Linked DNA regions of Mus musculus: regions 1, 2, 3 and 5 are each linked to region 4. A link is a contact called in public HiCAR-type, HiChIP or PLAC-seq, capture Hi-C and promoter capture Hi-C data. All regions are on one chromosome and are shown on one strand. Each heading gives the region's core, a stretch centred on a gene start, on an enhancer-like site or on the middle of the called end of the contact. The rest is flanking DNA. Distances are from core to core; before and after follow the strand shown.

Region 1 (5,263 bases), core at 1,461-3,960, 1.0 Mb after region 4:
ATGCCTGCCCATCTCCTCTTTCTGATCATAAGGGCCATGCCTTGCTTTGCTGGACCTACCAAGTTCCCTCCTGCCTCAGGACCTTTGCACATGAGTTACTTTCCCAGGAAAACTTTCCCTAGAGCTGGCTCCTCCAAGCCCATGTGAACTCAGTGAATGAGACAAAGAAAGAGGGATACATTTAGGAAGACGACCACAAAAGAGGCAAAAGAAGGAAGAAAGCTATAGTGGGGATAGCAGGACTCACCAGACAACCACACGGCCCATGAGGCTATTGGGCAACTTGGTTGGTATCATCTCCTTCTCAACCATGAAGTAAGGATATAGTACATCAAGAGGCAGCTCCACAAACACTGGACCTGCAGGGTAGGGAGGTTCAGTCTATGGCACCTGTTGCAGCAACCCCCAAGCTTCAGGGCTTGATTACTGTCCAGCTCCCTCCTCCACCTACCTGGGGTGCCTGACTGGGCAGCAGCTATTGCAGTCCTCAGGGTAGGTACAATGTCCCGTACCCTTCGCACAGAAGCACAAAACTTGCAGAGTGGCCTGAACAGAGACATCTGATCAATGGCCTGAAGTGCGCCCCGTTTCTGGCAGAGAAGGCAAGGGACAGTTATCAGATAAGCTTGAGAAGCCGTCTTGGGGACCCCACCTACCCTTAAGGACTAGGCACCTGCAGCAGGGTGCTGGCAGCTCCACCCAAAAGCAGGACTGGGGACTGTGCCACTTGTGCATTCTTCACTGCAGTCACAGTGTTGGTGAGGCCAGGACCGGCTGTCACTGCTGCCACACCCACTGTCCCTGAAAGAAAGAGCTGGTGACAACCATGCCATCCTCCCAAACATCGTCCTACCCCAAACCCCCTGCCTCTCATTCACAGGGGCCATGTCACTGTCCTGCTAGTCCCTGGTCCTTACCAGTCAGGCGGGCCACAGCATCAGCAGCAAAGACAGCAGTGACCTCGTGGCGTGTGTCTACCACTCGGATACCCAGCTTCTCACAGGCCACCAGCAGTGGGGAAATGTGCCCACCGACCAATGTGAAGACAAAGCGTACACCATGGGCTCGGAGCACAGCTGCGACACTCTCTCCACCATGCCGGATGCTTGTCTTGTCCACCTGGGTCAAAGGAGATGAGGAACAAGACAGTCAGAGGCCAGCCCAGGAGCAGGTACAAGAACAGGCAGGGGTAAGGTCAGAAGACAGACGAACTTAGATTCTGGTTAGAGACATACCACTTTAAATCCAATTCAGAGAAGGGTACACTGACTTAGCAAATTTATTGTTCTCTTTGTCCTACAGCTAAAAATGCCAAGACTTGCCCAAGTGATAGACTCCAACAGAAGAAATGTTCTTTTTGAAACTGTACTGAGGATTGAACCCTGGGCATAGATAGTGTTAGACAAGCACTCTAACCACTGAGCTATATCATCAGCTTTTACTAGGACAAGGTCTCACGAGGCTTTGAACTCCTTATGTAGCTTAGGCAGGGCTTGAATTTGTGACCATCTCTCCCCAGCCTACCAAGTAGCAGACTGAGATAAAGCCTATGTTCTTAAGTGGCTCTGGAGATTATAATGCCTGCTCCAGAGATACTGGGCCAGTTGAGAAGAAAGGAGATAGAGGTTAAATCTACAGAGAATCCAGGAGAGCCTGGCAAGAGGCAGAAGGCCCCTGGCTTAGATGTGTGCCTGCTTCCTAGTATCCCTGCAGGGCCTGGCACTTGGAGTGCTAACTCCATCCAGCCTATTGCCTCCCTCTGCTAGTGAGGCACAGGTCCAGCTGACATGCTGCCAGCAGCCATATGCCTAGCACGGAAGTGACTCCTGGCACAGACTACCCTGAGCATCCAAGCCTCAGTAGCTTCACGATCCCTACATACTTCAAGGTCAGTGGCACTGTCCCTGTCTAGAAGAAAAGGGACTGGGTAAGGGCAAGAATTTCTCAGAATGGAACAAGTGGTTTATAAGTATGACTTGTGGGGTCAGCTTTTCCCAAATCTGTCATCTAGAGAAAATACTAAACTTCTCTGTAGATCATTTGCCTCTTGTGGGCACAAGGACAGAAATTATAGCACTTACTTTGGTGAAGATGGTACGAAATATGCTAAGACAGTTCCTCAGAAGGGCTTACTATCAGAGCCCATTCCCTCCCCTGCCTACCTTCAGCCCACCAATCTCACTATGTTTAAAAGGCCTGCTCTGTTAAAATGACTCAGGCCCCTGGGTATGGAGGTAGGCGGAGAATGTGTGCTGTCCAGACAACGACAATTTCCCCATTATCTCGTACTAGTTACAAAGTCCAGGCCCATATACAGTTTGGCAAAGGGACAGAGCTCTGTAAAGAATCTCCCAACCAGCCACTTCTAGACTAGCTGGGACTCGCTTTCCACACCTGCACAGTGGATGAGCTGGAGAAACACCTTTAGTGCCTTCCTCCTACCCCTAGCCCTCCTTCTACCCTAAGCACCTTGTGCATCAGCTGATAGAAGAGCCCCAGTCTGTGAGCGACGCCCAGCACGGCAGCCACCAGCGTCCCAAACGCCAGGAGCAGGAAGGAGGGGAAGAAGCCTCCCGCAGATGCAGCGGCCGCAGAAGTTTCCATGAGGCAGAACCTAAGTAAGAAAGCACAGAGCCAGAATCTTAGTACTATAATCTAATCCGGAAGCAGGATCGTCCGCCGGACCTGGGCCACACCTCCCCGACCTGCCAGGCCACGCCCACAGACGCATCTAGACTGGACTTAAAGCCACGCCCCAGTGAGGCTAAGTCCGCCCCCTGACGTCACCACCTTCAAACTAAAAGTAGGCCACAGCAGGTCAAGGCGATCGCAGTAGCACCGAAACAAGGTTGAAATTCCTACTTACCTATCTGTTAACGAGCCCATGCAGAACCCACCCTCCTCAACGCTGGACTGGGGCTCAGCGGAGAGCCCGCCTCGCGCTTACATCATTGAGTCGTAAGGCCACACCCCCATCGGATCGCGCAGCCTAGGGTACGCTCCCCCACCCTCCCCACACACACCAGACTCTTGACCTTTGGCCTTCAGCCGAGGTCACTTTTCAATAGGATGCGCCTTCAGCTCCACTACATAGAACTCCCTTCCACCCATCCCCAAACAAGGCCCTATGACCTTTGCCTATAGGAAAGGTCCCTGACTGCAGTGGAACTCTGCCGCTTCTGGGTCACGTGACTGGGGAGTGTGGAGTGGTGCCCCTTTTGCCCACTTGGCTCTGCAGCGCCCCGTAGTTCAACGAGACGCGCGTGCGCCAAACTGGAGTCTCGCTGAAAAAGCTATCCGAAAGAGACGTTTATCATTGGTCGCTTCTCTCTCTCGCCTCTAATTGGCTAACATTACACCGCGCCTTCCACACCCGCGAGAACCATCTCGCGGCACGTTCCACGGGCGTGGACTGTGACACACCCCCCACCCGAGCTCCCCAGAACCCGCATTCCCGACCGCAACATATGCAAGCCCCTCCCCTTCCTGGACCACTGTGAGGCTTTGCAGGATGTTTAGAGAACTCCCTAGTGTTTGGTGCCAGGCCGGTTCAGTCATTTTCCAGGTTTCCAGCATCTGGGGACCTTTTACAAACTCCGATCTGTCTTACAAATCCCTTTCTCCAATTTATGTCTTTTTCTTTGACTGGCTTTTAATCAGGACCATCTGTGTAACCAAGAGTTTTGAGCTATTTGTTGAAGCCTGAACAATGGATATTTAACAATGTAAACCAGTGTAATAGTATGTGCTTTTATTCCCACCATTCCGAGTTCAAGACCAGGCTCTTCTCCATAGTGAGTTCCAGGACAAGCAGGAGTGCATAGAGACCAACCAAAAATCACAATCGCTTCAGCTGTGTCATGTCCACAAGATAGCATTCCACAGCCTTTCTCCCCATCTTTTGGCTCTTATATTCTTTCCACTTCCTCTTCCTTGGTGTTCCCTGACCTTTGCAAGCCATGGTATAAATGCCCTGTTTAAAGCTGATCGTTCAGCCATCCCTTCTCAGCAACTATGGTCTCTGATTAAGTTCTGTGATGGAACATTTGCCTAGCACAGGCAAAGCCATGGGTACCCACAAAAACCTACTCAACTATTTTTAGCCAAACTACCGTATGAATTATTTATGCTTACTGGCTGTGAGCATGCCTCCAATTTCGTCTTGAATCAAACAAGGTAGGCTTTTCCCTGCCATTCCATAAGAGTTGTTTTGGGAGAGTGCAGGGGCTGGACCTAGATTCTCTACCCATTTATAGCAGATGTGCAGCTTGGTCTTCTTGTGAGTCTCCTAACAATTGGAGCAGGGGCTGGCTGTCTCTGACTCTGCCTGCCATTGGATCCCCTTCCCCCAGCTGGTCTGCCTAGTCGGGATTCTGTGGGAGAGACCATGCTTAGTCCTATAATGACTTGATGTCCCAGGCTGGGCTGGTACCCAAGGGAAGCTTCCCCTTCTCTAAGGAGGAGAGGAGGGGATGGGGGGGGGGGGGACTTGTGAGGGTGGGACTAGGGGCAGGGCTTCAACCTCGATGTAACGTGAATAAATAAAAATTAAGAAAAGAATTGTTTTGGATTACTCCATCTATCTCCAAATTGGCCCTACTCCCTTCTGTCTCCTAACTCCATTCTCTTTCTAGGAGCAGTACAGGGAGCCACTCCTCCCCGGCCCTATTAGTGAGAGCCCTTAATTAAAAGGATCAACCACATACTTCCTGAAAGGGGCTTTTAGGTTCAATTACATTTCCAGGGCCAATAAAAAGATAGTATTTGGGCTGGTGATGTAGTTAGTGGCGAAGCCCTTACTTCTTATTTATAAGGTCCTGGATTCTATCCTCAGTAACAGAGAGATTGAGACAGAGACAGAAACACACAGACACCAAGAGACGGACAGAGACAAAGAATGAACTAGTTACTCTGTGTCAGCACACAGCCTTTCCTGGCACATTTCTTCACTTAATTCATTTAACCCTAAAGAAGAGGCTGTCAGACTTGTTACTTAGTATCTTCTTGGGGGTCCTTAGTCCCATTAATAAAATGAGTCAGAAAGAATCCCAAAGACATTTTTATTAAGAGTTTGGGAGAAAAAAATAGTAGGGGCAAGCTGAAAATCCTGCCAGAGGAAATGAAGAAGGAGTCTTGTCCTTTAAGTTAGTCATGGAGGTCAGAGAAACAGTGAGGAGGCCCAGAGTGTCAGGCACATGCTTAGGAGTGCTAGGCCATGAAGTTGAGCTCAGATAGCATATAATCCCGGGCTTTTATGTCCTGG
Region 2 (5,562 bases), core at 376-2,875, 1.3 Mb after region 4:
CCTCAGATCCGATGACTCACTATGGACGGAACAGGCTTCTTAGAGAAGAGGGTCCTGACCTTCTTCTGACCCAAGGCTGACCCTAGGAAGACCCTGGACTAGGTTAATTGAGGTTTCCTCCTGGATTGGTTGTGGATACAATGTTGCTAGTCAGTTGCCAACTATAAATAAATCAAAGGGTACAGCACGTGGGAGTGAAAAGCGATCCTGGTGCCTTACCAGGCACTGGGGACAATCCTACAGGATTCCAGGATGGGATCCTTACTTGGGGGCAGGATGGGGTGTGTGTTGGGAGTGGGGTCCAGGAGGATAAGGGAAATGGGGTCTAATTAATTGGCGGGGAACCCCCAAATTTCCAGGCGTCCCCAGGAGGACTCAGAAGGAAGGGGAGTCTAACCTGAGCCATCAAAACATCCTGGGTCTCAAGGGGACCTCCGGGACTGGGAAGGGGTCTAGGCTGAGGCTCAGAATGATTTCAGGAGGCTGAACGGAGGCAAATCCAGGCTGGGCCTAGGAATATTCCAGTTCTTGGGGGAGGCAACCCAGGAGGACTCCAGGGAACCATCGGGGGTCCAAGTACGGCCCAGGAACACCCCGAAGAACTTCAGGGGGACAAGGGGATCCAGGCTGGGCCCAGGAACACCGCAGTACCCCAGAAGGACTTCAGTGGGCTAAAAGAGGGGATTCAAGCTGGGCCCAGGAACACCCCAGTGGGACTCCGGAGGACCGCAGGCAGCTGAAAGGGAGTCGGACTGGGTCTAGGAACATCCCGCTGGCCAGGGAGGGTGGAGGCTGCTCCCGCGGGGCGCGCCTCGCGTCCCCTCCCCCGCTTGCTGTCCGTTGGCCGAGGCGGTCGCCGCTGCGCCGCGGGCCGCGACTCCTCCCCCGCGCGTCGGTCCGCGCGTGTCCCCGCGTCCCCGCGCCTGGCGTCCCGCGCCGGCGGAACTGTGGGATCGCCGCGCACAGGAAGTGGCGGCGGCGCCGAGGCGGAGGGCGGCGATGGGGGCCCGGGGCGGCGGGCGCCGCACTCGCTGAGGCCCCGACGCAGGGCCGGGCCGGGCCCAGGCCGCGCGCGCCCGACGCGAGAACCGCGACCAGCAGGTGGAGTGCAGGTGAGCCGCGCCGAGCCCGGCCGAGCCGCCGGAGGTCGTCCCCCGCCCGCGGTCGCCGGGCCCCGCCGCAGTGGCCGGCTGCGCTCCGCGGGGCGCGCGGCCTGGAGAGCGCGGCGCCTGGAGGCTCCGGGTCCCGCCCGGCCCCTGTGCGGCCTGCCCGGCCCGCCGGTGCTGTGCGGGGTGCGCGGCGGCCTGGGGATGCGGGCGATCGGGTAGAGATGGGGATGCGGGGCCCGACGAGAGGGCCTGGGCGGCCTTGGGGCCCCTCTCCGGGGGGAACCTTGCTCGGCTCCCGGCTCCTCGCTCTGGGGGAGCCCCCCATGCCTGATTTCGGGGCCCTGTGGGCTAGTTTCACTTTTTTGCTTGCTCAACGCGGAGGGAGGGCTGCAGGTGGGACGCCCTGGAGGAAGGTGCGAGGGCTCGGTTGTTGTTGTTTTTTTTTTTTCTTGACTTTGGCGTTTGAGACCAAAGGCCGACTGTGAATTTCCACGTTTCACTCAGGCGCTGGGGTCATTCAGTAACCAGAGCCTCTGGAGGAAAACACCTGTCCACGGTGGGCCTGGAGCCCCGGAGCAGTTGACCCCAGGTACCTACGACAGGAGGATTGTGAACACTTAAGCTGGGTGGAAAATATATTCAGGTTTCCTTTTTAACTTCGAGAGAAGTTTAGGGGCACAGGGAAATGATTTTAGAAATGGCCTTTCAAACCTAACTTTTTAAAGCAGTGTGGAAAGTCTTCTCTAAGAGAATACTTAAGAGACTGGGTTCTTCTTCCTGGGAAACGAGAAGGCTACTTGGATTTGAGACAGATTGGAATGACTCGTCCAGAGCCAAGATCTTGGATTCTGGGATTGGACACAGGGTGCCGGTTGGGGGTGCTGGGTTGGTGGCTGTTGGAACTGAGTGGAAGCAGCTCTTTCTGCTTCGATGACATTGGGAAATGGACTGTGCCCCTTTCAAAGGGGTCTCTGTGCACTTTGATCACTCCCTTACTGTCCCTTCCCCTTATTAGGTAAGCAGGACTCCTTCCAACTTTAGGATTTAGCCTATAAGATTGATTCCTAGTATCACACTCTGTGCTTTGTAATTACGTTGTTTCCAAAGGCAGTTACATGCAATGGCTTTGCCAGCCTCTCTTTGGTCTTGGTGGCATGTGCTCCTCAGCATGGCTATGTTCAGCAGGTGGATGTCAGCTGGATGTCTGACCTAACTCAGTCTGGACCTACTGGAGGCCTTGTGTGTGGCCCCCACCTGCTCTTATCTGTACAGCAGCAGGGCAGAAGGTCTAGGTCTTAGAAGTTGCCTGTGGAATTGGTGGGAAGTGGGTTAAATACAGTGTCTCCTAGGGAAGGAAGATGGGAGGGATGCTGGAAATGAAGGGAGGTCTCTGTCTCACCCTAAGCTGCTCCCAGATAACAGGCCCAGCACCTGGGAAGGACAGTGCCTGTGTGTTCTAGGGGACTGGGGAAACTGAACAGAAAGTAACTGATCTACTTCAGAAGTTACAAAAGGAGCATCTACTGCAGTAGAGGAGTTGTTTACTTCTTTTCTGGGGCATATAGCTGCGACTCTGTGCTAACAGACTCTGAAACACACTGGGGTCTGAGGAGCAAGGCTAGCCACTTGTCCTGGATTATGTCACAAATCTCCACAGCCAGAATTTAAATGAAGAGCAAAGGGACTCTGATTTCCTCCAGCCCAGTCAGGGTAGTAAAAATCTGTATACATCTGTCTCTGGCCCACTTGGAGGCAGGTAGGGCATAGTAAGATCTTTGTATAGTATGGGATGAGCAAAGATGGAAGTTTATTGTTGTTTCAGGAGTTAGAATGGCATCGTTAATCCAAGCTCACTCCTAACAAGTTGGTGCTGGTTAACTGGTCCAGCCTCTCAGAGGATGGAGCTGGTACCAACTGTGTGTGTTCCCTTCTCCGACGGCTTTGCAGTGTCACTGCTTTTTCAGATCCAGTGCTGGACCCTTGGCATCCCCTACTCTCTCTCTTGCCAGAGCAATGGCTGCTTTCCCTGCATTCCTTGTGTGTACCCCACACTACTTTCCCTTCTCTCAAACGCTGACAGACTCTGAACCACATTTTGGCCTTTGCATACCTCTGTGATGTTTCCCATCTCATTCTGTGGGTGGCGAGGTTTGAACAGCTTGTCTCTGGGTGTGACCGGCCACATTAGGCCAGCGGCATCTTGCTGACTCGTCTGACATGAGCCCCGTAGCTGCTTAGTCTTCTCATTAAGAAGTTTCTGCTGCTCTAGGGCTGGGCTGAGTTCTGTCAAACATTTACTTAGGGACTCGGACTCCATGGGGGTTTGTCCTCATCCATTAACCGAAGAGCACTGGGACCATATAAATGATTTTCCCCTGATTTGTAAAGTGAGTAACTGGACAATGGGTCACTCCTAGAACGACCTCATAGTGACTGCAGGGTTAATTTGAGCGTATTAACCTCACGATGCTTTGTTTCAGGCGGTTGCAATAGCGGTTCTTCTTTGGACAGTCTTGCTGCTTTGTTTAGAGTCCGGCATGTTCTGATCTTGTTTGTCAGCCAAAGTCCAGCAGTGTACACTTGTCACCTGGGCATATCTGTACTTAGTTGTAGGGATGGAGAGACAGGCTGATGAGGTACGTGGGTCTTGCTGTACCTGTGACTGGCTACTGGACTAGTTGGGTGCCTTGCCATGGCTACCTCTCTTCCTCACATGTGGATGGGAGACACACAGGCAGGATATGTTTTAGATGTTAGTAGGGGTGAGTGGAGGCACACTTAAGTCTTTCAGGTTATGACAGGCAGAAGCCTCCCTCCTGGCTGGAGTGCTTCACATCACTTAGGATAATAAGCCGAAGAAGCTAGGTGCTCTCAATTGGATCAGGGTGCCAGTGGCCCAAAGGCCCAAAGAGAGCCCAAAGGTCCCTCTGTGACCCAGGAACCATGCATCATTAATGGGCAGTGTCTCCATTCCTTTTGGGAAGTTGAGGTGAGAGCTATAATAAAAGACAGTGGCAGTGGGTGTAGAGTAGTGTGGTAGAGAGCTGTTGCAGGACACAGGCTCTCCCAGCTGCTGCTGGTTCTCTGTCTCCCTGTCTCTGCTGGCCCTCTGTCTCCCTGTCTCTGCTGGCTGGCTAAGGGTGCTCTTCCTCTAACAATTTGCTGACTGGAGCATTCAATAGTATATGCTGATATTACATTCATCCCTGCTTTAAAAACAAGTTTATTTATTTAGTGTGCATGTGTACCTGTGTGGGTATGCATATGGTTGGGGCTTTGTGTTCAGAGGTCAACATTGGCTGGCTTCCTTCATTGCTCTCCACTTTATTCTTAATTATTTTAAAGAAAGATTTGTTTTTATTTTAGGTGTGTGAGTGTTTTGCCTGCATGTATGTGATGACACTATACACTTGTCCTGGTATTGGAGGAAGCCAGAAGAGGGTTCTAGATCTCCTGAAGCCAGAAGAGGGTTCTAGATCTCCTGAAGCCAGAAGAGGGTTCTAGATCTCCTGAAGCCAGAAGAGGGTTCTAGATCTCCTGAAGCCAGAAGAGGGTTCTAGATCTCCTGAAACCAGAGTAACAGATTACTGTGAGCCACCACGTGGGTGCTGGGAGTCGAATGGCCCTCTAGAAGAGCAGCCAGTGCCCACTCTTAACCTTTTAACCACCTCCCCAGCCCCCTCCTATTTTTTAAAGATTTCTTTCCCCACTGACCAGGTGTGTGTGCATGTGCCTGCACGCTGTGTGTCCAGTACCTCTGCAAGCCAGAAGTGGTTGCCAGACCTCTCTGCCTTGGAGCTGGAGTCACAGGTGGTTGTGAGTCACCCGTGGCTGCTGGACACTGAATTTGCGTCCTCTGTAAGGGCAGCAAGCACTTTTAACTGCTAAGCAGCCTCTCCAGCACTGGGATTACAGGTCTGAGCTGCTGCACTGGGCTCCCTTATGTGGGTCCTCATGCCATGTGGCATCCTCCAGCCCCTGCCTCTGCTTTGCGTATCTCATTGCTGTAGAGAATGCCGTCACCGTGTCAGTTTTATATATACACACTCTCACAGAGTCATGTGCAGGTGATCCAGTCAGGCTTCCCATTGATTGATTTCTGATCTCAGTCATTGTTCTAGTGTAATTAGAGGGATCGATTGAGTGAACCAGTTTGCCTTTTATTAGAGAGAGACACAGAAAGTCGGAGTCCCTCAAAAAGTGTGGTGTAGATTGAGGAGATTTTTTTTTTTTTTTTTGCCAGAGGCAGATTGGGTCCTAAATAAGGACATCAAGCGCTCTTAACTGCTAAGCTGCCTTAGTAGTTCATTAGCCTAGGCAGATCATTAAATGAAGACCGCATCAGCTAGAGTTACGTGGGAAATGGGTGCCACAATGAAGTTCAGAGTGCAAGAGGTCCCCGGGGAAGATGCTGAGTGGTGAGCCCCAAGCAGGTCTGGGAAAGGAGGCTGGG
Region 3 (5,672 bases), core at 2,883-5,382, 1.2 Mb after region 4:
GGGGCTGGCTTATAGGTTCAGAGGTCTAGTCCATTATCATCATGGTGGGAAGCATGGCAGGGTTTGGGCAGACATGGTGCTAGAGGAGCCGAGAGTTCTACATCTTGATCCAAAGGCAGCCAGAAGACTCTCTTTCCACACTGGGCGGAGCCTGAGCATAGAAGCCCTCAAAGCCCACCTACACAAGGACACAAGGCCATACTTCCTAATAGTGTCACTCCCTATGGCCAAGCCTTCATACACTTGAATCTATGGGGGCCATACCTATTCAATCCACCATACCCACCCATGTCCGTACCAGGCCCCCTGTCAGTTACAGCTTGTATCCATGGCCCTACAGTGACCTTGCTCCGTGTATCCTGCTTGCACAACTTCTAATCCTAAGCACAGCGTCTGCCTACTCTGGTTGCTCATTGTAGGAAGAGGGGATTTCCAGCCACAGCTGCTGACTCATCTCCCTTTGGATGACATTTTGGCCCCTTCTTACACCCTCAGGGGCATCTGCATTACCTGCTGTCTCATGCACTGAGCGGGGACATGTCAGGTCTCCGGAGCAAAGCAGGTTTCACTTTGTTTGTTTTTGTTTGTTTTGTTTTGTTTTGTTTTGTTTTTTGGTTTTGGTTTGGTTTTTTGTTTGTTTTGATTTTTGAGACAGGCTTTCTCTGTACACAGACGGCTTTGGCCGTCTTGAAATTCTCTTAGACCAGGCTAGACTCAAATTCAGAGATCCACCTGCCTCTGCCTCTGTCTCTCAGCCTCGCTACCACCGCCTGACCACTATGCATGTTTTCACTGTCTGCTGTCTTTGGTGCTGGGGATCCAATCATGGCGACTGCTCAGCAGGCATCTCTGAGTTACAGGCTTGTTCTTGAGGCCCTGTGTGGCACAGGAGGCTGAGCCCACTATTCACTGCACCACCAACTCCCCAGCTCTGGGAGCTCACCGGAGACCCCTCACTGTCCTTATCACCAGGGTTCAAAAGTCTGTCTGCAGACAGTCTCGAGGTGCCTTGAAGGTGACTGCAGTTCAGCAGACCTCAGTACTGTGTTTGCAACATGACTCTGAACTCAAGAATGTCACCTCTCTTCATCTAGCACTGACCTTCCTAAGGGAAGCAGGTTCGGGAAGGCCGACTGGTCAGGACGAACACAAAGGTCCAGGTTGTGCTCTGAGGAGACTGAGCCATGGGAACCAATAGCCATGGCTGGGATGAGCAATGTTGGAAGGGTGGATGCTAGGTCCTGACTCTCCCACCTAGGTGCTATGACTCAGCGAACAAGGTCACTCCCCTGCCCTAGATCAGAAAGACTTTCCCAGGCTTGCTCAGGTCATGTCTATCACAGAAGGGACTCTACCCACTGGGTCACTTCAGCTATGAATTGTTGGGATGACCCATCCTCACACGTGTTGTATCAATTGGCTATGGAGGTGTGTTCCTGTATTCTCAATTGTTACTTGCTGTGTTGGCAGCGCCAGGATATGTAAATCGGGCTTCCTCACCTGCCCAAAAAGAAAAAAAACCGCAAACTGCCTTGGTGGAAGTCACGCGATCCCCAGTCTGGCCAATGGGCAACAGGGCGGAGCGTAGTCTAGCTGCTGATTGGCTCAGATTGGATGATGAATAAAGAGCTTGTGGCTGAAGCTCCACGTCTTCATGTCTTTATTCTTAAACCTAAAGCGAGATCCCCCAAAAGCCCCCACAATAATGAATCACTGTGTTTTTGCGATGCTGGGCATTACACCAGAGCCTGATACCAGTTTATGAACGGTTCAGTGGCTAAAGACACTTGCTGTCATTCCTCATGACCTGAGTTCAATCCCAGGAAGCAATATGGTGGAAGGAGAGACTCACCTCCAGCAGGTTGTCCTCGGACCTCCAATGTGCACCGCGGCATGAACGTATATGCTCATGAGCATATCCGCCCGTAAATAAATGTAGAAGTAAAATAAACACATCACTTGCCTTTTCTTGGTATAGCTACATTATAACTGTGATTTGTTTGTTTGGAGACAGGGTTTCTCCGTGTAGCCCTGGGTGTCCTGGAACTCACTCAGTAGACCGACCAGTCTGGCCTTAACCTCCTGAGTACTGGGATTAAAGGCATGAGCCACCACTGCCTGGTGTGACTGTGATTTTTCAAACAAAGGGGAAAAAAATTAAAACTAAGGACACAATTCATATAGTCTCTAAAAATATATATTTAGAGAGATCATATACAGTTTTCTGAAAATAATTATTTGGAAGGATGCAAAATACAACGCAGTTTGAGAATCACAACAGAAGCTGCTCAACTCCCTTCTCTCCATCACCGAGGGGGGTTTTACTACGTGGTCCCAAACACAGGTGCAAAGGAGCCCCGAATCAGAAGTAGGAGAGCTCATCGTGCCTTTCTTTGTTGGTCTGATAGGAAGACAGGGTCAAAGGCTTGTTTTCATGGGGGAGGGGTTGAAACACCCTCAAGTGCACGCATTTATCTCCACCAACATCAACCTGGAGGAAGACAGACAGACAGACATGTGAGTGAAAGGTAAGGTTCCAGTTCCAGGCTTAACCCAGCCTTAGAAACTGAGCCAGAACAGGCCACCAGCCACTAACTTAGCCAGTGATAACCCTTGTCTCCTCCTTTAAGGCCGGGAACCCTAACACCCCAAATTCATCCTCTCAGAACATGTACATGTCCCCTTAAGGGGTTCTCTGCAGGAAGTTGCAGGACACTCTGCTCTACTCTGAGACTATGTCCCCAGTTCATGCCAAGCTACTATCAGTACCCACCTTGATGAAGAGGTTGGTGCCAGCCACTATCTGTCTCTTGAAGGATATGGCTTTAAAGACATCAAACTTCTGATTTTCTTTCGATTCAAGCTGGGACTTCACCTGGATGGTGGGTGAGAAGGAAGGACTTAGATTCATGCACAGGTGCCCCCACACACACACACTGCCAGCCTTCAATACTCCTCATTCCGGGGGACATGGTAAACTGTTGGCCCCACTGATAAAGAACAACACAGCTCCTTTTTTTTGGGGGGGGGGGGGACAGGGTCTCACTATGTAGCTATGGCTGGCATGGAACTAAGCAAACTGGGCTGGCTTCAAATTCAGAGAGACTCGCCTGTCTCTGCCTCCTGAGTGCTGATGTGGCACGTGGCCAAGGTTCCCTTGCCTGGCCAGTGTGTCTGTAACATTTCCTCATTTCTAGGGTCTCATGGAGCTGACTCACTCCTTCTTGGCCACTTCAGTCAGAGCAAACACCTCCCAAGATCAGCTAGGCTTAGTGGACAGGGTCCTGGGCTTGGGGCGTGGCAGGAGAGCTGAAGAGAGGATTTGTTTAACTTTTCTTCTCTTGCTAATACCCTGAACCTCCCCCTACCTTGTACTGAATCTCTGCTCTGCTAACAGTCACAGGAAGGGCAGCCCAGGCCCAAGGTCCACCCCCTCGTTTCAGACTAGGCACAAGCAAGTTCTACAACTTCTGGTTTTGATCCTTTTTTTTTTCCCTGAGGGGCGGTGTTGGTGATGGTGGTGGTGGTATCAGTTGAATTCCTGCCACTGAGCTAAACAGTCCTAGCTCTTTCTTTTGAGGAGACAAGCACAGTAGCCCAGTCTGGCTTTCTCTTGTTTAGGCCTGGGTGTAAGTCAAAAAGGTGCCGTCTAGGTTCTAACAGCTGCCTTCCTGAATTCTCTGGGACCACCGGATCCCTCCACCGATCCCGGGGCTAGTTCCCTAATAGGTGAGTGGCCCTCTTGTATGCAAGCGGCAGAAGACTCGCCCCAGTTCCCGGCCCTGAATCTTCCAACCAGATCCAGAGCCCCCAGCTCCCAGTCACACTTGTGGCCGCCCCGGAAACCCGCTGCAGGACCTGACCAGTCTGGGCAGGCCGGTCCCTGAGGCCGCCGGGTCTCCGCAGGCCTGGCTCAGACTGGCCTGACCTGGGCCCAGCCTCACCTGGTCGGCGACCTCCTGCGTCTCGGCCGTGGCTGGCATTGTGGCAGATGGCGCGCCACACATCATCTTGGCAGCAGTAGTCGGGGTAGCACGGAGAAGCTGAAGACAGATCCAACTAGGAGACCTGGGTGCCTGGACCCTAGAAAAACCTGGCTTGGCTCCGCCCCCCCGGACCCGTAGCACGTGACAGAGCGACGGGGCGGGGCGCCGCACCCTCTCGCTCGCTCTCTTTACTGTCACCACCCTCCGTTCCAGGCAGAGTCAGGAGACCCAGGCTGGGCGTGGGCGGAGGGTGAGGCATGGTGGGTGCTTCACGTCCTTTCCCTGAACGGACGCTAAGAAGGGTTTGGAGGCTGGGAGTCCTGATTGCCCCTCAATGGTCGTGAAGTGATTGTAGGAGTATCTCTGACCCGGCTTAGGGGCTTCCGGGTCCTCACAGGATGCAGAGATGTGAGAAGGGGTCCTAGTCTTTCCATGGAGTAGGTGGACACGAAGTACAGCCCTGGACATCTCAATTTCCCCTTGTCCTGTGACTATTAAGTGGGGGTCTTGATGGGTCCCTATCCCTCCTTCCATAGAGTGGATACAGAAATAGATGATTGAGGACCTAGAAGTCTCAGATCCCTGTTCCTTGACCCCTGGCCCCATCCTTTCCTCCCCTCCCCAACGTGGACTTAGTTTTTGGGTCCGGATAACCCCATGAAATAAGAGCTTATCTGGGAATTCCATTCTTTTTGAATGACATGGCCTTGTCAGGCGGTAGGCGGGGCTTGGGGATCCCAGCCCCAGCCCCACAGAGCTGGGTAGGTGGTCTATTCTGGGTGAGACTCTATTCTCACACACCCAACACAGGCTGGGAACCATGAGGACCCCGGATATGCCCTCTGTCAGTGCTCTTACTTGAGTGACCTTCAAACCCGAGTTTCCGTTTGCAAAACTGTCACAGTTGGATAGCAGGACATGATGGTATACACCTGCAATCCTGGCACTTGAGAGGCTAAGCTAACCTGACTATGCAGTGAGACCTTGGCTTAAAAAAAATAATTTGGGGGTGCAGAGGTAGCTCATGGTAAGGGGCTTGCCACGGAAGTGCGACAGCCTGAATTTGATATTTGGAACCCAGTCAAAGAGCCAAGTGAGGGGCTGGAGAGATGGCTCAGCAGTTAAGAAAACTGGCTGCTCTTCCAGAGGACCTGAGTTCAATTCTCAGCTCCCACATACTAGCTCACAACTCCAGTTCCATGGGATCCTATTTCTCCACCCCCTGGCCTCAATGGGCACTAGGGATGCAAGTGGTGCCCAGACATACATGGAGACTTGTGGTGGTGGCAGTCAACCCAAACTAAAACAGAAGTTAGTACCAGACACTGGAGTATTGCTGGGATTAGGCCTGGCCATGCTTTTGTTTGGAGGAATGTGGATTTTGGGTTAGAAAAGCAATTGATCACTTAATAGTTCATAGGGCCATAGTAGTAGGAATATGGAAGACAGTGGTGATGAAGGTGATGTGAGCTTTGGGGGTCTGGTTCAAGAGGTTTCAGAGGACAAAACTATTTGTATGTGGCCTACAGACTGTTCTCGAGCTTTGGCTAAGAACGTGGTTGCTTTTTTGCTCTTGTCTAAAAAGTCTTCGTGAGGCTAAATTTAAGTCTTTGGGATTAGTTGAGCTGGCAGAGGAAATTTCAAAATGGCCCAGTATCGACTCTCTTGTGTGGTTGTTAGTGGTCA
Region 4 (5,173 bases), core at 1,349-3,848:
TGTAGGAGAGAGATTTCTGAGTTCAAATTCTGGGTTTGTCATTCCTCTGAAGTGTCCATAAGCCCCTTACACAGAGACAGGAGATCCAGCTTCCTGTAGACCTGCCAAGGGCTGCACATGTCTGGAAGTGAATAGGCTATGGAGGAGCGGCAGTCAGGTCCCTATGCCCACAGCCCACCATTCTGAGTGTCCTTGCTAAAGCTGTGTGTGGTCACAGGGTTGGCCCTTGAGTCTTAATTCTATAGTATTGCATTGAATTTTATGTGTATGAGTGTTTTGCTCATGTGTATATCTGCACACCAGGTAGGTGCTAGAAACTGAACCTAGATCCTCTGAGAGCAAAGTTCTCTTAAGCACGGAGCCATTTCTTTAGCCTCAGATAGGAGCAGAAAGCCTCACAGACCTCTGAGAAATACCCCTCCCACTGGCCTGGGGGCAAAGGTCACACAGCAGGAGGTGGCACGACTCAGGACTGCAGGAAGAAGCCAGATCGATATACCTCCTATTCTTGGATCTCTCTGCAACAAGAGCTGAGCCCAAGTCCTGGATAGGAGGGGTTTGGCCACGTCTGCCTCTGCCAATGACTCTGCTTAGCTCAGAAAGCGGCAGACGGCTTTGTTGACTGAGGCTCCTCCTGTTTGCCATCTGCCAGCTAGAAGGGCCAGGCTTCCTCGCCGCAGGGTGGGGTCTACAGGGGCCAAGAGGGTGGGTTTGGGGACCCACTTCCAGATACCTTTCCCCATGGGCCTTCATTTCCTCTCTTTCTTTTCTTTCTTTCTTTCTTTCTTTCTTTCTTTCTTTCTTTCTTTCTTTCTTTCTTTCTTTCTTTCTCTCTCTCTCTCTCTCTCTCTCTCTCTCTCTCTCTCTCTCTCTCTCTTCCTTCCTTCCTTCCTTCCTTCCTTCCTTCCTTCCTTCCTTCCTTTCTCTCTCTCTCTCTCTTTCTTTCTTTTTTTTGAGACAGGGTTTTCTCTGTGTAGCCCTGGCTGTCCTGGAACTCACTCTGTAGACCAGGCTGGCCTCGAACTCAGAAATCTGCCTGCCTCTGCCTCCCAAGTGCTGGGATTAAAGGTGTGCGCCACCACTGCCAGAGGGCCTTCATTTCTAAGCTTCCAGGTACATCAGTGCAGGAGCCAGCAGTTGTGCTCAGGTATGGGAGCCAGCCTTTGGGGTCCTTTGCTGCTTGAGTTATGGGAGCCAGGCTCTGGGGTGAGTCAGGACACCCTTGGCTAAGATGCTTGCTCACCTATAGAGGCTCAGAGGTTGGGAGACTTACCTGCCATCACACAGAGGGAAGTATGGTCAGCCACAGGATTGAAGCGCCAGTAGAGCAAGCCCAAGGCACCTGGTTCCTGGGGGCTGTGATCCTGTAGCTAACCTTAGGTTGAGCCTGGCCTTACCCTGCTAGGTCTCTTTTGCCATGGCTGATGGATGGCAGTTTCTTCCATTGCCCTCTAGATTTCCTGTTACAAGATTTTTGTTTGTTTTGTTTTTGTTTGGTTTGAGACAGTCTCACTATGTAACCTTGGCTGTCCTGGAACTTGCTATGTAGACCTGGCTAGACTCACATAGAGATCTGCCTGCCTCTGCTCCCCTCCCCCTCCAAATGCTGGAATTAAAGGTGTGTGTCACCACTCCAGGACTGTTATAGCTTTGTCATGGAGAGCCACACACCTATATTGTCATTCGCCGGTGTGTTGTTCCATGGCTACCTGTTTCATTGGTCACTAGGATAGCCATCAGACTGTTCCCAGCATCTGGGTCATTTGGCCATAGATGGGTACCAGATAAATGTAGGCCCATGGAAGGTGTATTACACCAAGTACCTGATGCTGAGCTGTGGAAACCCAGCCAACAGTGACCAGGCCTTTCTCTGGGTGGGTTGTTCTCCTAGAGTGAAATTGTCACCTCATCTACAAACGCTGAGGATGACTGACTCCCTGCTGGGTGGCCATGGGAACCAGAGATGGAGAAGGTCATGTAGAGGCTGATTGGGACTCAGTTCCCAATTCCAATCATTAGAGTTATTATTATTGGTTGAAGACCAGCTGGCTAGTGAAGGGATCTGTTGTGTTCCCCAGAGCTGAGAGGAGAGGCTGGGACTAGAAGTGGTACAGCTAGACTCAGCTGGATTCAGTGACACAAGCCCCGCCCCTCAGCTCCCCTTCCAGACTCTATGTATTCCATTCAGTCTAGCATCAGGAGGCTTAGATCAGTAGTCTGGGTCTTGCCCAGGACCACAGGCTATACAAGTTGGTATCACCCCTCACCCCTCACAGAACTCTTTCTCTGTACCAGGAGGCAATGCCCCATCCACCCTGTACCAGGCAGGTGGTTCAGTGCTACCAACCCTGCCCCTGGCTGGAACAATGTAGTCCAGACACTCCTGCCAGCTCCGCCCCTTCTTCAGGCTCCACCCTATTTACCAGTAGCTCCGCCTCCCCCCTCCTCAGCTTGAACCAGGAGACTGTCTCCTAGGCCCAGCTCCGCATGCAGACCCGCCCTATTTATATTAGGAGCCCTGCCCCCGATTCCCCGCCAGTTCGGGAGGCCCCGCCCCTCGCGGATTGCGAGGACGCGGGCGCGCGGCCGCAATCGGAGGAATACGGCTTGGTGGGCGGTTTCCCGCGCCGAGAGGAGAGCTGGCCACTGCGCTACCGCCTCGCTCGCAGCTGCGCCGGGCTGTAGCCTAGCTCCGCGTTCCGGAGTCGCCGCAGCCCGTGGGGCAGGTGAGCCCAGCGCGCTCCGCGCTACCCATACCCGGCGCACAGGGAGTCGGGGGCGCGGTCAGTTCGCTGCACCGGGCCCAGGGCTGTCGCCGCCTCCCCCAACGCACAGCGCAGCAGCTGAGTGAAGCCACAGGTGGGTGGCAGCTGGGGGCGGGGCCGGGATGCTCAGGCCTGTGGTTCCCTGGGGGGACCCCGATCCCCTGAGGTGGTGGTGGGTGGGTGCGCAGGATACAGGCCGGGCCCAGCTCGCGTGGGAGACTGACCCTGCTCAGGGCGCCCCAAGTGCTCAGCGTGATCCTACACTACGCTGGCTTCAACCCTAACAGGTGGTGACCCCTGAACCAGGTGTCAAGCCCATGGGGCCCTGGCGGATGACTCCCATGTACAGTACCACCCCCTGACATCCCTGACAGTCAGTTGACAGCTGGGCATAAATGCCAACTTCTTGATAACCCTAAGGTGACCCCTTAACACAAGTCCGACCCTTTGACAGCCCTGACAGGTGACATTTGAGCACAAGTGTCACTTCTGACTCCTATTTCTTTCCTCAGACTCCTGGTCTCTTGCCTGTCGCCCTCATGAGAAAAACCAACATGTGGTTCTTGGAACGACTTCGGGGGTCTGGGGAGAACGGAGCCAGCCGCGGTGAGGCTGGGGACAAGTCTTCCAAGGGTCCCTTGTATAGCAACGTGCTGACTCCGGACAAGATCCCCGACTTCTTCATCCCGCCCAAGCTGCCCTCTGGCCCCACAGAGGCTGAGGGACAGGCGGACCTGGGCCCCTCCACCTCAGAGCAAAACCTGGCTTCACCTGGGCCCCGTCGAGCACCTCGCAGTCCCCGGCTGCCGGCCAAGTTGGCCTCAGAGAGCAGGAGCCTGCTGAAGGCAGCCACACGACATGTGATTCAGATAGAGAGTGCGGAGGACTGGACAGCCGAGGAAGCCACCAACGCTGACCCCCAGGCGCAGGGTGCCATGTCATTGCCCTCTGTGCCCAAGGCTCAGACATCCTATGGCTTTGCCACACTGGCCGAGAGCCCCCACACCAGGCGCAAGGAGTCCCTTTTCCACAGTGAGCACGGGGCCCTGGCCCAGGTCGGATCCCCTGGTGCTGGCCGCCGGCGAGCAGGGGCCAAGGGCAATGGAGGTGATGGGGGATCCCGGGAGGTTGGGGGGGCCCTGATGAGCCCTAGCCGCTACTTCAGTGGCGGGGAAAGTGACACAGGGTCCTCTGCTGAGTCGTCCCCCTTCGGGTCCCCTCTGCTGTCTCGCTCTGTATCGCTGCTCAAGGGCTTCGCCCAGGACAGCCAGGCCAAAGTGAGCCAGCTGAAACAGTCGGTAGGTCGCCATGGCTCCCTGTCTGCGGATGATAGCACACCAGACACCAGCCCAGGTGTCCGTCGCCGCTTGTCCCGCAGGGCTACCCCGGAGCCAGGCCCGGAGTCTGGCCAGGCACCACGTGGAGAGCACACAGTGAAGATGGGCACCAGGGGCAGCGTGAGGCTGCTGGCCGAGTACGAGGCTGCTCAGGCCCGCCTGCGTGTGCGCCTGCTGGCGGCCGAGGGCCTGTATGACCGGCCCTGTGATGCCCGGAGCATCAATTGCTGCGTGGGGCTGTGCCTGGTGCCCGGGAAGCTGCAGAAGCAGCGGAGCACCATCATCAAAAACAGCCGCCACCCCATCTTCAACGAGGACTTCTTCTTTGATGGCCTGGGGCCAGCCAGTGTGCGTAAGCTGGCCCTCAGGATCAAGGTGGTCAATAAGGGTAGCAGCCTCAAGCGGGACACACTCCTGGGGGAGGAGGAATTGCCACTGACCTCCCTGTTGCCCTTTCTGTGAGGTCATTGGTTCCTCCCTTCTATACTTAGCTCAGCTGAGCCGGGTGAGGGTGGGCGGGGCCTCTTGCCCCGCTTTCCCTGGGTCTCTTAGTGGAGTGCGCTTAGGAGATGGGCTGCTGGGGCAAATATTGCTGACTGGAACCCCTTCCCCCTCCACCTTGGCCCATCCACATAGAGTTGTGGGGTTCGTAGCAGTCCCAGGATCCTGGTACCTAAGGCAGCTGGGACCCAGAACAGAGTTTCCTGAGTGTGGAACTTGTCCCCCGCCCCCCGCCCCCCCCCCCCCCCCCCGCTTGGCTGCACGCGGGTGTTTTTCCCGCACGGCCCGGTTGCTCAGATGCTCCGATAACTTCTTTGAGACTTCCCCCAGTCTGTGGGAAGTCATCCTCCCTGGCCAGGCTGGCTCCAGGTAGGCCTAACCTCCCAAGTTCTGGCGCTGATGTGCCATCTAGAGCTACAGGAGGGCTTGGCTGCGGGAATCAAGAAAGCCAGAGTGCACAGAGAGCCGAAGGAGGCGGTGACTCTTGGCTGATGGCTCTTTGGCACAGGCTTCCCTCCACTCCTGCTGATCAACCAGAGCCACCTGTAACCCAGGAGCTTCTGCCTCAAG
Region 5 (5,452 bases), core at 945-3,444, 1.4 Mb after region 4:
CCTTCTGTGCCTTGGGATGCCCAGCAGATCACAAGATCCATCTGTAGAAGCCACGTGAAAGGTACTGCAGAGAAGACCAGAGAGGAGGGAAGTGTGGTGTGGAGATGGCTTAGGCTAAAAGTTCTGGATCCCCGACTCCCCTAATGTTGATTGAATAACATATGCACTTGGAATTAAATCTATATTTATTATAATTGTTGGATGTGGGGGTAAAATGTTTTCTCTCACTTTAAAGTCTGCTCATGTATTGTAGCTGTATAATCGACATCTTTTGCACCTTAAGTCTTGGAACTGAAGATGCTCCATCTGGAGTGAAGATGAGAGGGGCCTCTCTTGTGCTCTGATCAGTCGTAAAGGACTCAGGGCCTGGAGGACCTCAGCTGGGCCACTGGGTTGCAGTCATACCGCACCAACGGGTTCATTTACTTTTGGTTGTAAATTTGATTGTACATATTGTTGATTTATTATTTTTAAGAGTACAGACTAACTGATGTAATGTTTGTGTATAAGTTGCACCAAAAATCAAGGACAAAATAAATGTGTGTTTGTTTTTACTGGTGTGGAAGTCATAGATTGTAAATAGATGCTGTATGTATTAAACGTTCTCAGTCCTCCAAAGTGATGTATTTTTGTATATAGGAGATAGAGTGCTCTGGGCTTATTGGCGTGGTGTCTGTGAGTGGGACCTGAGGTAGAAAGCTGGGAGAGGAGGGAGCCCTCTTCAGGAGTCGCTGCCCCCTGGGGACCATGTTTGGGCCCAGAGTCAGGGGCACAGAGAGAACCAGGAGAACCAAGCCAACACTTTCAGTATTCAGTGTATTTGCTTTTTTTTTTTTTTAAGATTTGTTTATTTATTATATGTAAGTACACTGTCGCTGTCTTCAGACACTCCAGAAGAGGGCATCAGATCCCATTACGGATGGTTGTGAGCCACCATGTGGTTGCTGGGATTTGAACTCAGGACCTTCAGAAGAGTACTCAGTGCTCTTAACTGCTAAGCCATCTCTCCAGCCCCAGGGTATTTGCTTTTAACTCAGCCAGTAAATAAAGGATAGTACGACGCCCACAACACACCACCACCAAGTGGTTTTCATTTGCAGGAATTGGAGGAATGCTTAAAGAAAATAAACACTGGGGCTGGAGAGATGGCTCAGTGGTTAAGAGCATTGGCTGCTCTACCAGAGGTCCTGAGTTCAAATCCCAGCAACCACATGGTGGCTCATAACCATATGTAATGGGATCTGATGCCCTCTTCTAGTGTGTCTGAAGACAGTGGCAGTGTACTCACATAAACCTTAAAAAAAAAAAAAACAAAAAAAAAACAAACATTTATTTAAAACCCTCTGAAAACCTATTTTATGTGCAGTTTAAAACTAATAAACTTGGGGAGCTGGGTATGCAAATTAGAACTTGGTACTTACTGAATGTCTACAGCCCTCTGAACTCTGTTTTCGGTAAACCTTTGACAGTTGGCCTGCAGATGTCAAGTCCATGTGTGGGGAGGTCTTTGAGACTTGATCCTGGCAGAAAAGCTTCCACCCGGCACTGCTAGCCTCCCGCATCCGTGTGTAGTCCTTTAGAGTGGAGTCTGGCTCTTGAGTTCACCGCCCACCCCCTGAGTTTCATATTTCTGAGTTCTCTACGGTTTTCTAATTATATATATTAAGAATAAAACAAAGGGGAGATCTAAAATGTTGGTAGTTCTGTTATTTCTCATGAAGACACCTTTCTCTGTAAGAGAGTTGGCAGCTCTTGTTCTCTGGGATGGGGTCTAGGAAAGGTGACGGCCGCACCTTGACACTGCAGGCGTTGGTTCCATTTTCACAGTGTTCTGTAACATAATGTCAGAGTAAGGCCGCTGTACTAAGATCGTTTAAAGTGTAAGCATTAAAATTCTAAAAATACACGTTTTAAGAAGAAACTCCGTTTGAACTTGGGTTTTTGTTTTTGTTTTGCACGGTTACAGGCGAGTGTGTGACGATTTGCTCGCTTTCTCAGCTCCGGACTGGGCTCTGCATGGAGACCTAGAACTTAGCTCCATTCTCCACCGTCCTAGCGGTCTCAGCTAGTTCACCGCTACGCAGCGCCTGCGTAGAGGCAGGGTGGTGGCGGGAGTGGGGGTGAGGGAGGGACGGGCGGGGCTTCCCAGGACACTAGGGTTGCGGCTCCGCCCCGGAAGTGCGCGTTTTAAGCGCCGGAGATTGTTTGTATTCCGGAAGTGGTTGCAGTACGGTACCCCACGTGTGGTTCCAGGATGAAATTCGCTTACCGGGTGAGCGGCGGGCCGGGCAGGGGCAACGGGAGGGCGATGGAAGGTTCCGAGGACGCGGGAGAGACCGAGGTCGTTGTCATCTCGGCTGCCTGTGGGAAGCACTAGTGGGTCGACCCATCGCAATCTATTGCTCCTGGTTTATACCAGGAGCTCCGGGCTCCTACCCAACAGGTCTCGGGCTGTACCCAGCCCTGTCCAAACTCCTCTTGCCAGACAACACAGCAATAGCTGCTGAAAGGCTCTTAACAACAAACTTCAAGCAACACCCAGCTCTCTACAGGGCCGCCAGTTCTTGGAGCAGTCTCGACAGCGCTCCTCTGCTGATCATACCTCTTAGGAGCCTAGCTCTGCCTGGTGTTATCTCGTTGCATAGCTGCCCACCTACACCCCAGATCGACTCCTGCCTTAGTTAGCCCAGGCAATCCCAGTAAGCAACTACCCTACTGCTCTGCTGGGCTTTGCAGTGTTTGGACATCTGTCCAATTGCCTATGTGCCGTTTCTATGTGGACATAGAACACAAGGCTCGGGTCTCTACACCCAGCTGTGTCTGCTGGATGGAGATGCTTGCCTTTGATAACTGAATGGATACACCGGGGCACTGATACTTAGCACGGTGGGCGTGGTGAGCATCTCCTGCAGCCCTGTTCACTGAAGCAGCTTCTCTTAGAATGGAGATCCTGTGCCCTTCTGTGCCTGGCAAATGCTTCCTGTCTTGGGAGTATAGTACCATTCAAGGGAACCCTGGGCTCCTGAGAATTAAGTTGGGTTCCTCCTCTGCCCAGGGGCAGGACACACCTATGGTCAGGTACTTTACTACCTATGCCCAGATGCCTCTCATCACCATTTCAGAGAGCTGACGCTGTGTTCTCTGTGTTAAAACTGATTCATTTCCTTTGCAGTTCTCGAATTTGTTGGGTACGGTTTATCGGTGTGGAAACTTAAATTTCACACATGATGGAAATTCTGTTATCAGCCCCGTGGGAAATAGAGTCACTGTGTTTGACCTTAAGAAGTAAGTATGGGGAGACAATGTTAGCAGGGACGTTATCCTCCGTGTGAAGGCTAGCCATCCTCTTTGTGGCTTGCAGGACTACTGGATTTAGGAGGACACAGGTCATGGTAGAGTTGCCTGCTGAGGTCCTCGTTTTTCATTCTAGTATCTAGAACACCAGCATTACTCTTAAAGGGAAAGGAAAAGTCATGTGCCTTTTGGCTGTTGGCTAGCAAGTAGGGGTGGTGGCAGATAGGAAGGTTATCTCAAAAGGTGAGCACTTACTGTGGGGGGAGGGGCGGCTCTAAGGGCCCCAGGACAGGTGGTTTGGAGAGTTCAGGCTGTCTTGGGTCCTTGCTCAACAGCCCTGATGGTTCCCACCTTCCCTGCTGAGATTAGGCTTAGCTTTGCTTGTCCCAACAAATGTGCTGTGGCTCCTTTTCTGACTAGGAATGACTCAGCACTTGACTGTCTGAACGTCTGTAGGCTGATCCCCTCTAGCCTGGGCAAGACCCTCCAGTTCTTCTGGCCACTGTGCTCCCATTAGCTTCAGTTAGCTGGCTAGTCCTAGACCTCCGTTACCAGACACTGTAGGCTGGGCCAGCAGTATAACCTACTGTGCCTGCTGTCGATGGATTACTGGGTCTAGTCAGGTCTTCTGTGTCACTGTCTCTTTAAATAACATCTCAGGGTCTCAGAAGTAATGAGAACCTGTTTGTTAAAGAAGACTCAGACCAAAAAAAACAAAACAAACAAACTAGGTTCTAATTGCGACACCTATAATGGTGCCTCCAGCTCAGTCAAACCCTGCTTTCTTCTCCTTCTATCCACTTCTGAATTTAAGAACATACAGCCTTTGCAAGTGTGCTACCCTTAACTCGAAAAGGTCAATACCAAGACGACCCAGGAGGGCAAGGAACGAGCTGTAGCCTAAGGGGCCCTACAGCAGGAGAACCAGCTGCTAGTCCATCTCTGGCCCTGCCCTCCCTATCCGAGTGTCCGAAACCAACTGTGGGCTGGGTTTTTTGTGTTTCTTAGCAACAGATCCAACACATTGCCTCTGGCCACCAAATACAACATCAAGTGCGTGGGGCTGTCCCCAGATGGTCGCCTCGCAATCATCGTTGATGAAGGTAATCAATGTTGGTGTGGGCAGGCACTGGGGTGGCCCTGCACCCTCTGGGCTGTGAAGCAAGGGCATCGCCTAGGGTCAAGTTCAGCTTCATAGCACAGGTTCCAGCAACCCACGTCCTAGGGTGGACAGGCAAGCTGCATCTGGGGTCCGGTGGCTGTGTCTGGGGTTCGGTGGCTGTGTCTGGGGTTGGGAGGCCACAGTGTCACTCTGGCCTCTTGCAGGGGGTGCTGCTCTGCTGGTCAGCTTGGTGTGCAGGTCGGTGCTCCACCACTTCCACTTCAAGGGCTCCGTGCACAGCGTCTCCTTCTCTCCCGATGGCAGGTAAGAGCATCTGTCGAATGCAGGGCACCCACCGGTCTCTGGCCAGCTATTTGTTGGTCCCCAGTATCACATGTGACCCCGTTTCTCCTGCAGAAAATTCGTTGTCACAAAGGGCAACATTGCGCAAATGTACCACGCCCCCGGAAAGAAGCGAGAGTTCAATGCGTTTGTTCTGGACAAAACCTATTTCGGGCCCTATGATGAGACCACATGCATCGACTGGACAGATGACTCCAAGTGAGACTGGGGAGGGCACCCTTGGCCGTCTGTCCCTGGAGAATGCGGTCTTCTTCCATAAGTTGTGGCTGAGTTTTTAAGTGCGCCATGAGCCCATTGTAGTTTGGTCCAGCCTCTAATGGCAGGACTGAGCTCTGCTCTTAAGTAAGGTCTGTAGTGTTTTCCTTCTCCCGTTTACCACTGGAAACTTCCTAATGGGATGCAGATCTTAATAGAAATAAGAATTTCCACTCAGGAACACACAGGCCAGCTATGTTATCCAGAGCTGCTGCTGCTGCTGAGGCCTGTCTTGGGCCTGACTCACCATCTAACTGTCCTTACCCTGGAGGCATCTGTTTGTTTCTGGCTTGTCTTGGGATCTGAACCCTGTCTCATGGGGAGAGGTTGGTGGTAGTCAGAGGACCTCCCTCATTCCTGTACCCTGGCCAGGCGTCCAGCAAGCACAGAGCCAAACCCATAATGTCAGTGCCCTGCCATTGCACGGTGCCTTTGACA

Evidence for each region. Promoter capture Hi-C pulls out the DNA fragments that hold promoters and counts their contacts. HiCAR-type assays count read pairs that join an accessible place to other places. HiChIP or PLAC-seq counts read pairs in DNA pulled down with a chosen protein or histone mark. Capture Hi-C pulls out chosen DNA fragments and counts their contacts.
Region 1: an H3K27ac HiChIP or PLAC-seq map of extraembryonic endoderm stem cells shows a contact between it and region 4, with 8 times the contacts expected there. The contact joins the promoter of Ilvbl here to the promoter of C2cd4c in region 4. A contact is called at or near these places in 4 of 39 promoter capture datasets (embryonic stem cells, hippocampal neurons and stem cell-derived epiblast-like cells) and 8 of 115 datasets of contacts at active chromatin or transcription factors (astrocytes, embryonic forebrain, embryonic stem cells and 2 more).
Region 2: a promoter capture Hi-C map of hippocampal neurons shows a contact between it and region 4, with 4 times the contacts expected there. The contact joins the promoter of Agpat3 here to the promoter of C2cd4c in region 4. A contact is called at or near these places in 2 of 39 promoter capture datasets (cranial neural crest and hippocampal neurons).
Region 3: a capture Hi-C map of embryonic stem cells shows a contact between it and region 4, with 4 times the contacts expected there. The contact joins the promoter of Cstb here to the promoter of C2cd4c in region 4. A contact is called at or near these places in 2 of 39 promoter capture datasets (hippocampal neurons and neural stem cells), 5 of 115 datasets of contacts at active chromatin or transcription factors (embryonic hindbrain, embryonic stem cells, fetal liver and 2 more) and 1 of 9 other capture datasets (embryonic stem cells).
Region 5: a HiCAR-type map of astrocytes shows a contact between it and region 4, with 4 times the contacts expected there. The contact joins the promoter of Pwp2 here to the promoter of C2cd4c in region 4. A contact is called at or near these places in 1 of 39 promoter capture datasets (hippocampal neurons) and 2 of 115 datasets of contacts at active chromatin or transcription factors (astrocytes and embryonic stem cells).

What each region holds. Positions count from the first base shown.
Region 1 is chr10:78,572,438-78,577,700 of GRCm38.p6, reverse strand. Ilvbl (ilvB (bacterial acetolactate synthase)-like) reads right to left here and starts at 2,710. Exons shown (of 15, transcript NM_001359302.1): 1 at 2,470-2,710; 2 at 918-1,119; 3 at 674-801; 4 at 452-590; 5 at 248-359. The coding sequence starts at 2,604.
Region 2 is chr10:78,347,763-78,353,324 of GRCm38.p6, reverse strand. Agpat3 (1-acylglycerol-3-phosphate O-acyltransferase 3) reads left to right here and starts at 1,625. Exons shown (of 10, transcript NM_053014.3): 1 at 1,625-1,698. It overlaps Gm40709 (a long non-coding RNA gene), which reads right to left and starts at 842. Exons shown (of 3, transcript XR_871856.3): 1 at 398-842; 2 at 1-161.
Region 3 is chr10:78,424,130-78,429,801 of GRCm38.p6, reverse strand. It overlaps Cstb (cystatin B), which reads right to left and starts at 4,132. Exons shown (of 3, transcript NM_007793.3): 1 at 3,945-4,132; 2 at 2,774-2,875; 3 at 2,180-2,491. The coding sequence starts at 4,010. The coding sequence ends at 2,363.
Region 4 is chr10:79,611,443-79,616,615 of GRCm38.p6, reverse strand. C2cd4c (C2 calcium-dependent domain containing 4C) reads left to right here and starts at 2,598. Exons shown (of 2, transcript NM_198614.3): 1 at 2,598-2,859; 2 at 3,278-5,173. The coding sequence starts at 3,305. The coding sequence ends at 4,564.
Region 5 is chr10:78,181,891-78,187,342 of GRCm38.p6, reverse strand. It overlaps Pwp2 (PWP2 periodic tryptophan protein homolog (yeast)), which reads left to right and starts at 2,194. Exons shown (of 21, transcript NM_029546.2): 1 at 2,194-2,272; 2 at 3,173-3,285; 3 at 4,303-4,397; 4 at 4,621-4,720; 5 at 4,814-4,957. The coding sequence starts at 2,255. Trappc10 (trafficking protein particle complex 10) reads left to right here. Exons shown (of 23, transcript NM_001081055.2): 23 at 1-1,921.